Regions from separate parts of the Sus scrofa genome. Here region 1 is linked to region 2. Evidence: chromatin contacts called from public promoter capture Hi-C data. All regions are on one chromosome and are shown on one strand. The core of a region is the stretch at or near the end of the contact, and the rest is flanking DNA. Distances in the headings are between cores, read along the strand shown. Region 1 holds the start of ASS1 (argininosuccinate synthase). Region 2 holds the start of TOR1A (torsin family 1 member A).

Evidence for each region. Promoter capture Hi-C pulls out the DNA fragments that hold promoters and counts their contacts.
Region 1: a promoter capture Hi-C map of liver shows a contact between it and region 2, with 4 times the contacts expected there. The contact joins the promoter of ASS1 here to the promoter of TOR1A in region 2. A contact is called at or near these places in 1 of 5 promoter capture datasets (liver) and 2 of 47 Hi-C or Micro-C datasets (both in liver).

Annotation. Positions count from the first base shown.
Region 1 is chr1:270,529,326-270,534,932 of Sscrofa11.1, forward strand. ASS1 (argininosuccinate synthase) reads left to right here and starts at 2,109. Exons shown (of 15, transcript XM_003353686.4): 1 at 2,109-2,298.
Region 2 is chr1:269,982,544-269,987,689 of Sscrofa11.1, forward strand. It overlaps TOR1A (torsin family 1 member A), which reads right to left and starts at 2,935. Exons shown (of 5, transcript NM_001105298.1): 1 at 2,755-2,935; 2 at 1,850-2,115. The coding sequence starts at 2,935. C1H9orf78 reads right to left here. Exons shown (of 9, transcript XM_003122220.4): 9 at 3,843-4,512. The coding sequence ends at 4,421.

The sequences.
Region 1 (5,607 bases), core at 859-3,358, 550 kb after region 2:
TGACATCAACCTCATGAGTATTTTCTCAGGTCTCTATTCTGAGCCAACATTATTGTCTGCATTAAAAAAAAAAAACCTAAGATATTTACAAACATCTATTGCAATTAATCAGCAAATTCAGCAAGGTTGCAGAACCCAAGGCAAATAGGCAAAAATCAGGTGTATTTCTATACACTCGCAACAACCAGTTGGAAAATAACATTTAACGTATTACTTACAATAGCATCTGAAAACTTAAAATACTTAGAAATGCATTTAATGAAAGAGAAACAAGAACGTACCCTGAGAACTCTAAACATTGCTCAGACCTCTGAGTCAGGGTGGATCTTTCGGCACTCCCACTAAAATGAGGACTTTCATACCGCCCCTCAGAGGTGCCCCAACCTGCCAGGTCCTCCTTTTCTCCAAATAAAAGACTTGGGCATGTGCCTGAGGCTAGGCCTCCACCGCCAAGTCCTCCCAGGCGTCCAATAAAATATCCATCTGGAGCAGCCATACCTGTGACCCCACGAAGCCCTATCTCTTGTAGCATGAGAGGCACCCTTGTTCATCCCGATGCGGCCAGACCCATGATAACTACAGATTCCTTCCCAGTTTCAGCTTGTCCACCCCACCTGGTCCATGCACACGCCATCAATTGCAGGGAGCTGCGGCTCCATCTGTAAGTCGGTTTGGAGCCTCCGCCCTCCTGAAGGACTCAAAGCTATGCATGCCTGAGTGAGAGGGTGGGGACGGGGACTGGCTAGGGAGGGGCTGAGAGGGACAAAGTGAGCTGCCTCTGCTGCTGAGGCTCCCTTTCGCTGGCTGCTTGCTTCTTGGTTGCAGGAAGAGGCCTGGGTCAGGGCTGCCTGCTTACCATTCCTTACACTGCCCCCACCCCCACGCACCCCCCACGTCTCACCCGCCCCCCACCCTCATACCCGCGCATCCCTCCCCTATCCCCCACCTCTGCCGCATGCCCTCCCCACCCCCAACACTCTTCTCCCCCCCTCCCTCTGCCTGGGGCTGAATGACTAACTCGGCAGGGGCTGCCTGGGGGCTCCCACCTCCAGGGGGATTCAGGGCTGGGGGCTGGGAGGACTTGGGAAGCTGCCCTCTTGGGGTGGGGGTGGGGGGGGGTCAGTCCCACCCAAAGCTGTGCCTTGGACAGGTTGGGGCTTGCTGTTTTACTGCTTTGCGGCCTTTAAACCAGGCTGAGAAACTTCTGTCAGAACCTTCTGAAGGCCAGACTCCCTGCTTCTTTTTGCAAGCAAGAAGCTTCCCTCTGTGAACCTCTGCTTCCCTGCTGCTTAATGAGGCAGCACTTGGCCAGTCGTCTATGCACTATTTGTGTGTGTGTGTGTGTGTGTGTGTGTGTGTGTGTGTCTTTTTGGGGCCACACCAGCGGCATATGGAAGTTCCCAGACTAGGGGTCCAATGGGAGCTGCAGCTGTGGCCTACTCTGCGACCTACCCCACAGCTCAGGGCAACCCTGGAACCCAACCCACTGAGCCAAACCAAGGATCGAACCTGCATCCTCACTGATACTAGTCGGATTCTTTTCCACTGCACCACAAGGGGAACTCCCTCTATGCACCATTTACTGGGTGCCCTCGGGAGTTGGGTCAGGTGCCAGGCTCCGAGGAGACAGCCATGAAGCAGCCCTGGACGGAGGAGGGACGAAACCCCGAACCTTCTAGGGGTACCTCCACCTCGGCTTCTTCGGAGTATAATGGGCCCCCTCGAGTAGGGGCAAGGGAGGGTCTTTGAGGTCTGCAGAAAGGCCACCAAAGACGGGCATGAAACTCGGGGGCCTTAGGGACTTTTAGCCCTGCTCCCTCCACGAAGCCCTTGAGCGTCCCCTACGGGCAGGCGGCAAGTCTCCAGCAGGAGGGCTGTCACCCTGCCAGGGGCGCGGGTTCCAACCACGGGTGCGCGCAGGGGAGCCTCCAGCCCGCGGTCCGGGGTGGGGAGGCCCTCCGGCCAGGGCGAGGGAAACCCCGGCCGCCGGCGGCCAGCTTCTGGGCAGTCCGAAGGGTGTGAAGACCAGGGTGGGGGAGGGGAGGCAGGGGTGGGGAGGGGCGGGGCGGATAAGGAGGGAAGGGGAGGGGCGAAGGGGGAGGGGAGGCCCCGCCCACCCGCAGGTGGCGACGTTCGCGGAGCTGCTCCTCGAGGGGGCCGGGCCCGGGGGCGGGGCCTGTCGCGCGCGTCCCCCCACTTGTCCCCTGCCCTCGGCCCTGCCCCCGGCGCCGGGCATATAACCGGATGAGCGCCGCAACCAGCCCTGGTCCGCCGCCTGCCTCTGCCGCCTACCTCCCGGTAAGGAGTCCCCTTCGCACTCCCCAGCCTCGGTCGCCCTCTGCCCGGGTCTCACCGGAGGAGGCGGAGGGGACCGCGCGCCCGGGGCTGGGATCTCGGCTGGAGGGAAGGGGGCCGATGCCCGACTCCTGTTGCTCAAACACCTGGCGGCCGGATTCCTGGGCCGTGGCAACTGGAGCCGGGACTTGAAGAGCCCCGGGGTCTCCGTTGGAGCAAGTCGCCTCGAGGCCGAGGTCCTTTCCGGATTTTCGTTTTCTGATCCGGCTTCCTTTATACCTCGAATCCTGTAAAAATGGAGACCTTGAGAATCCGGAGGGTTGGGGGTCCTCTCGCCCCCTCTCTGATCCCCAGTTTCTGTCTCTGGCTCTCTTTAGCTCTGCTCGAAACCAGAGTTCCAACCTCACCCTCTGCTCCTCGCCCCCGGGGCTTGAACATCTGGGCCCCTCCCACAGCCCAGCTCAGTTTCCCCAAGTTAGATGGGCTCCGGGCTCCCCGCGGCCCGCCCGGGTGCCTTGGGGGTGGCTGAGCTCCCTCTCCTGCAGGGGGCGTCAGTCGCCCGGCTTTGCCTTCGGAAAGGGATTTGCGTTCTTTGGCCGGTGGGGTCGGTGGCCTCGCTCGGCCGCGGTGCCGGGTTTCCTGCTGGCCTTGGGCCGTGGGAGGGACCGCTCTGCAGGAAATGTCAGTCGCCTTGGTTGCTGTTGCCTTTGGCCCCTGGGGCGCTGCGCCCTCCCGGGAGGCAGAGTCTTTGTGAGACGGAGGAAACTGCTCTCCTGTCCCGCCTGGGCGCTTCCTGAGGCCTCCCGTGACCTGGCCACCTCTGCGAAGTGGGGGCGTCTCCTCCGGCGCAGCGCCCGTCTGGCTGCACATCTCAGGCAGGAACAAACCTGTCCTTTCCCCAGGGATCAAATGGGCCCTAGGCTTTGATCCCGCCCCTCCACGCCCAGACGGGTGACAGGAGAGGGCAGATTCTGGATGCCAGCGGACCCCAGCCCTGAAGGCAGACGTAACTCCACAACTGGGTGAGGCTTTGGGTCAGCCTCCGCGTTTTCCAAGCTTTGGTTTCTCTATTCGTCATGGCTGGCACAGGCTCAGGAAGCAGGAAGAGGCTGTATGCTGTTGAGAACGGTGCCCATTCATCCACTGTGGGAATGGCCCATCTGGGGGTGCCATGCTGGGGGCTGGGAGCAGGAGACAGGGTTCTGGTGGGGGAGGGAGGTGGTAGAGGCAGAAACAGCTGCAAAAGGGATGGGGAGTTTGATGATGGATGGGAACTGGAGGGGAGTCCGTTCTAACTCCCCCCTTCCATCCTTCTCACGGCCAGGGCAGGGGGACCTGTCCCAGGTGGAGCCACCTGTGCGTTAGGCTGAGAAGTAATTCTGGCAGAGCTGAGTGCTCAGGAGTGAGTGGAGAATCCTGCCCGCTGAGCACCTAGACCCCAGGCCACGCGTGGCTTAGGGTGGAGGAGGGAGGCCCCCGCTGAGCACAGTCTGAGCTCCCCGGAGTACCCACATGTGCCCCCATCAGCTGCCTACCCACCTGGGCTTGTGTGGTCACTTGGCTCCAATGGTAAACATTTTCCCTGGTCCAGGGCCCCCCCCACCGGAGCCTGACTCATGGGGGTGGGATGGGGGCAGGTGCAGACTCACCTGCTGTGCAAGCACTTTCTGTGCCCCCATCTCATCTTTGCCCCGTGGGTCTTGGGAGGCAAGCCAGACAGTCAGATGTCTTGATCAGTGTGCTGAGCATGCAGCTCCCGAGGTGAGTGCCTTGCCTATGGGCATCCATGTGCAGAGAGATAAGCTCTCTGGAATTCAAGGTCTATGGCTTTGCTTTCTGCTGAAACACTTGGGGCAAAGTTGATCTTCCAGTAGGGCAGGTGCCCTCCCAGATGTGGGTTAGGCCAGTCAACATAGCAGAAGAAACAGATGAATGAGCATGTCCTTTCCTCCATAACCAAACGCTCCTAGGAGAGGGTTCGGGTGCCTGTCCCCGGGGCCTGGTGAGATCTGCTTGGTCTTCCTACCTCCTACCTCGGGACAGGCTCATCCAAACTAGAGACTCTATCTCCCTAAGCCTAGGGACCCCCAGTCCTGGAGAAGGAAGATTGCTGGTATCTCCTAGAGAACCTGGCATTCCTGATTTGATTCTCAGGCCCCAGAATTTACCACCAAAATCCAGCTCTGTGCATAGCCTCCGGCAACCCTACTGCCCTCAGCTCCCTCATCTGTCAGTTGGGGAAAAAAAACCCTTCCCCTGGGCCTCACCAAGGGCGCAGATGACATGAGTGGATGCGTTCAAACTAATGATCAGGCTGAATCCTGCCAGCACCCCCTCCTGGTCAAAGTGTGGAATTGCAGCCTAGGTCTCCCAGAAGCCCATGAGGGCAGCAAAGGGGTAAGAGATGCCCTCTAAAATGAGCAAACCCTAAGTCAGGGAGAATTCTACGGCTGGGTGGAGACAGAGTTTTAAAAAGTGATAATGATCTCAGCCGCACTGAGTTAGAATGTGAGGGAGGGGTTCCAGAGGGACCTTCACGTGGCCGTAGCCATGGCAGACAGAGAAATAGAATACAGACGGGTGATGATTCACTGGGGGCTTTGGTCTTCTGGCAGACAATGCAAGTGAGGGAGGGACAGGCTTTGGTCCCCTGGAGGCCAATGAGCAGAGGACAGAGAGCAGTAACGAGGGGGTGGTCTGTAGTCAGCCTGGGTTCCACTCCCGCACAGCCGCCCGAGAGGCTCGAGACCAGGGCAAGGCACAAAACTTTTCTGAGCCTCGGGCTCATCATCTGTAAACAGGTGGTAATAATAGTCCCCACCTTGAAATGACGCACGTGTGGCACTAAACATAGTAACTGCTCTTGTCATCCCTCTGGCTTTGACATTTTAGAGCCGTGTGGATTTTCTTAGCGCTGAGCAATTGCCCAGGCTGGCCCAGCACGTTCACCAGGAGCTGGCTGAATGGCTCTGGCCAGGGCCCTGGGGAATGCCCCCCGCCTTGCCAACTAAGGCCAGGCTGGCAAGCATCTTGGCTTGCGGCCCCCCTCTTCCCTTCCCAGGTGTCCCTCACCTGGAGCAGGATGGCTGGGCTGGCCCTGGGGGCATGGATGTTCTTAGTGGTCATGTGCCTGGGAGTTTGCCCCGTGACCTTCTTGGGGTGAGCAGGGTGGCAAGGCTGAGGCTCCGGTTGGCTGAGTCTTTAGGCAGGAAGCCCAGTGTCCTGGGGTGTCAGGACAAGAATGCATTCCAGGTTGTTTTGTGGACGGTGATACCGAGGCCTGGAGAGAGCGGGGCTTGCCCTAGACCAGCT
Region 2 (5,146 bases), core at 1,685-4,184:
GGGTGTGGCCCTAAAAAGAAAACAAAAAACAAACAAACAAAAAAAACCCAGAAACATTCCCTATGAAGGTATTTTGGTATTTCCTGTATCATGCAATCAAGGTAAGGAGGTAAAAAAAGGCTTTTTTTTTAAAGCCAAAACTATGGCTTGTGGAAGTCTCCGGGCCTAGGCCGGGGACTGAACCGGTGCCACAGCTTCGGCCTGCACCACAGCGCAGCCACACCAGATCCTTAGCCCGCTGTGCCACATGGGAACGTCCTACAGGACACTTTTCATCAGAAATTTGAGCTGTGGTTTATATGATGCGTTCCTGGCCTTTTCCCGCGACACCAGTACAGAGGACGAATTAGCCACTTGTTTCTGGGGAAAATTCTGGATGTTACAATGTAAGTCTTGACTTCTTATGATTTCGGTTTTTATTTGGCCACTCAGACCATGGTGACAATATTCCATGTGTACATCTTTAACCTAAGCAGAAATTCTGCTCTATAGGGATGGATGAACCTCTGTTTACAGAGCAAGAACCCTAGGAGAGCTGAAGTGACTTGCCTGAGCCCACAAAACCAGTCACTGTTTAAACAAGGACTCCCGGAGTTCCTGTCGTGGCTCAGTGGTTAACAAACCCAACTTGTATCCCTGAGGATGCAGGTTCGATCCCTGGCCTCACTCAGTGGGTTAAGGATCCGGCGTTGCCGTGAGCTGTGGTGTAGGTCGTAGATGCAGCTCAGATCCCGTGTTGCTGTTGCTGTGGCTGTGCTGTGGGTGGTGGCTACAGCTCCAGTTCGACCCCTAGCCTGGGAACCTCCATACACCACAGGTGCGGCCCTAAAAAAAAAAAAAAAAAAAGACCAAAAAAACCCCACAAGGATTCCGTCAGGTCTAGTAGGCTCCAGCAGCCAAGGTCTTCCCAATTTCTGCTACTCTGACTCAGCCAGTAACACTGAACATGTAGCACTCACTACAGGCCAGATGCTGTACTAGGCACTGTTCACCCAGCGTTTTCCCGTGATCTTCCCAAACCCATCAGTTACCACTGCAGCCCCTATTTTACAGATGAGGCAACTGAGGTACAGAGAGGTTAACTAACTTGCTCCAAGTCACACGGCTATTAAACAGTGAAGATGGAATGCTAACTAGGATGACCAACTCATCTCTATTCGCCTGGAACTTTCCCAGCTGTAGCACTGAAAGGCCCACATCCCAGGGACTCCTGGACAGCTGGTGATCCTGAGGCTGACCCAGGCCGAAGGGAAAAATGTGTTCATACAGGTGAAAATTTAAAAAGGCAAAAGAGTTAACTTTGAATACGTATGTGCCAGGCCCCACGTTACCTACTTGACAGAGTTCAATAACTTCTCACAACTTCCATTTTACAGACAAAGAGCCCGAGTCTCAGAGAGGTCAGGCAACTTTCCCAAGATCACACAGCTGGCAGGTGGGAACCTTAGGGCTCAAATCCAGGTGAATCTACCACCAAGGCTCAGGCTGTTAATCTGGAAGTTAAACTGTTAAGAGCAGTTTGCAACACTGTGATTGAATTTAGGTTTCCCAAGAAACATTTCTTCTTTTATAAAATGCGTTAGAGTTGAAGATCTTGAAACTGAGTTTGATTGTGTCTCTCTAAAATCCTACGATCCCACTGAGCCTGCTTTCGGAAACCACCCCAAGCTTTGCTAATTGCTCCCTGCATCTCTAAGCCTCTGTGGTTGCCACACTTTTCAAAGGGGGAACTGACACGTGCTTGCCATTTTCAGGGCCCACTCGTTTCAACCCGGAATTCCAAATCCCATCGGCCACCAAACCCCAAACCCGGCCCCATCCAGGAAGGATTCCAAAATTCGGCCCTTGCCTTGTACAGGGTGATGTTGGAGATGTGGGGGAAGTGCAGTGTGGCCACAAACAGGTGGACATAGTCACTGTTCAGACCACCCTCGTAAATATTCTCTGCGATGATCTTGCTGACAAAATTTTTGCCGGTGCCCGTCCACCCGTGTAGGGAGAGGGTGAGCGGCTTCTTGGGCTTCGGGTTGCTGATGAAGCCTGAGACGGCATTTAAGATGACTTTCTTTGCAAGATGCTGTCCGAAAAGCTTGCTGTCCAGATCCTTCTGCAGCGCTAGGAAAAACAAAGTGAGTCAGGCGGACAGTAGGGAGACACATCTGGCAAAGTGTGGCCCAGTTTACAGGCTCAGGTAAAGCCAGCAGAGTCAGCTAAGCTCTTCAAGCGTCTTGGGAGACGCGGATGTGTGGGCAAGCACTTGGCCCAGGTGACCGGCAGGTGCAGGAGGCCCTCCCTCTGCTAGTCCTGTCCATTCTCGAGCCCTCCTTCCCGAAGAGGTCCTTGGGGCCAGTGCCCAGGGGCGCGCGCCCCTCGCCCCAGCTCTGCGCCTTCCACCCATGCCGGGCAGAAAAAGGGCAGCGGTTTGGTCCCCGCTGCTCCGCGCCGGAGGAATCCCCACCAGCCGCGTCTCCGCCGAGGAAGGAGCACACCTCTCTGGAGGAAGTTTCCGACCGTCCCCACGCCCGGGTTTTGGGCGAAGCTGCCCAAACGGCAGCTGGCCTCGCCTGATCAAAGTCCGGTCAGCCTGTGGTCGTGGCCAGGGCCAGGCCCGGTGCCGCACCTCAAGCCGCCCCAGTTCCGGGTCCGGGCCCCGCCGGCCTCAGCACTGCCCGAGCTCCTGGGCCTTCTGGACCCCCGCCTCCGACCCTCGCCCCAGCTCTGGCACCAGGCCCCCCAGCCCCCGCCCCATCCTACCCTCCCGGCTGAGGCTCCCCTTCTGGCTGCAGCACTCGGTGAAGAAGCAGAAGAGGCGCGGGTAGGAGATGTAGCCGGTGAGGACGCCGGCCAGGGCCAGTCCCAGACTGATGGGCTCTACCGCCCGCACCGCCAACGGCGCCAGCAGCAGCAGGCCCAGCGCGGCCCGGCCCAGCTTCATGCCCAGACCGGCGCTGCCCGGCGCGTTCTCGCGCCTACCGCGGATCGGCGCTACCGCCAACTGCACTTCCGGTCCCGCCCGCCGGGGCCGCCATCTTTGTAAGGGGCGGGCATCCTCCTGACGCTGGCGTCCGCCATCTTTATGAAGGGCAGAGCCCTTTCCACCTTTGGGCACCGAGCCACTGGGGGTACCGATATTTTCTCTTTGAATAAAACTTAGTTTCTTCAGATTTTTTTAGTTTCTACCTAACGTCCTATTCCTATTTTTTTTTGGTCTTTTTAGGGCCACACCTGCGGCATATGAGGGTCCCAGGGTAGGGGTCAAATGGAGCTGTAACTACCAACCTACACCATAGCCACGCCAGCTAAGAGAGGTTCCTCCGGTCCTACACCACAGTTCAGGGCACCGCAGAATCCTTAACCTGCTGAACAAGGTCAGGGATAGAACCTCCGTCCTCACGGATGCTGGTCGGGTTCATTAACCACTGAGCCACCTCAGGAACTCTTAACATCCTATTTCCAATCCAGGGTCCCACCAAGATACCACATTATATTTAGTTGTCATGTGTCCTTAGCTCCTTTTTTTTTTTCTTTTTTTAGGGCCACACCTGAAGCATATGGAAGTTCCCAGGCTAGGGGTCAAATTGGAGCTGCAGCTGCCGCCTACACCACAGCCACAGCAACACAGGATCCTTAACCCACTCACTGATCAAGGACAGGGATTGAACCTGCATCCTCACGATCTAGTTGGTTTTGTTACTGCTGAACCGTGATGGGAACTCTGTTTCTTAAACTAAATGAGAAAACCCCTCTCAGGAACTGAAGTTTGCTTTTGTGCTGCCCAGCCCCCAGGCCTGAACATATTACCTAGTGCTGGTGTAAGGAGACGCAATACAAGCGATAAACAATGTGGGTCCATTTCATATTTAATACTTAAGTGCTTAAAGCGATAGAAATTGTTTTTTCTCTCTTAATGAAAAGAAACACAACTGTACAAGTCAGAAAATACCAGTGACCCTTTGATCTCATCCTAGATTTTTCTGCCATCAGCTGGCTCCACCGTAAAGAGGGACGGATGCATTTCTGAACCCCGTTCCTGATATTTACAAGTAGGAGACATGATTGCATATGTAATGAAAGCACAATCTAAAGGGTATCATCTCACTCTAAACTCACAGCTGTTTCCTCCTGACCCAGGGCAAATATTAGGAGGAAGTCAACATATTTACAAACAAGATTTAATAATGCTCACAAGAAGAGAGTTTTCCCCCAAATAGAAAAACTATGCATTGTCTTGTTTCAAAAGGTTACACACACGGTGCCTGAAAAATCCAGCATGTGAGGCACAGGGTTAGCAGCATCTGTTTTGGGAACCGTCTGCTATCAGTGCACAGGCTTCTGTCCAGGCAGCCTGTTATCATGGGGATAGAGGGAGTGGAGGACACTATTTAACACCCCGCTGTGCACTGCTCCCCTTCTGCCTCCCTCAGTACCGCCGGTTCATCTTCTTGAACTTCTCGTAGTGATAGTCATCGGTGGCCTTCTCATTAGCAGGACGCTTGCGGTTGGGAGGGGACCCTGAGAAGGAAAAGAAGAAAACTGTTTGCCACGTTGGATGCCACCCCTGGGCTCAGCTCTGAATAGCAAGGACAACCATACCTGACTCCCTGCAGAAGCCCCCAATCCTATCCTAGTGAACAGAAACAGAGCAGGGCCTGAGTAAATGCTCGTTATTAAGTGCATGACGATAAACGAGGCGGATTCAGACGCTAGCCAAAACGTGCTGATTTCAGTGTCAAGACCAGGGGAACGCAGCAGCTACTCGTCATTGAGAGTTCAACTGTGAACCAGGCATGGCACTAAATCTTTTTAGAAACAACTTTCTTTCCTCTTTTTTTTTTTTTTTTGTCATTTTAGGGCTGCACCCACAGCATATGGAGGTTCCCAGGCTAAGGGTCCAATCGGAGCTGTAGCTGCCAGCCTACACCACAGCCACAGCCACGCTAGATCTGAGCCGCATCTGCGACCCACACCACAGCCCTTAACCTACTTACACCAGATCCTTAACCTACTGCATGAGGCCAGGGATCGAACCTGCGTCCTCATGGATGCTAGGCAGATTCTTTCCACTGAGCCATGAAGGGAACCTCCAAGACACGACTTCCTTTCACCCTCCCAGCAATCCCAGCAGGGCATGTTACCATCTCTGCTC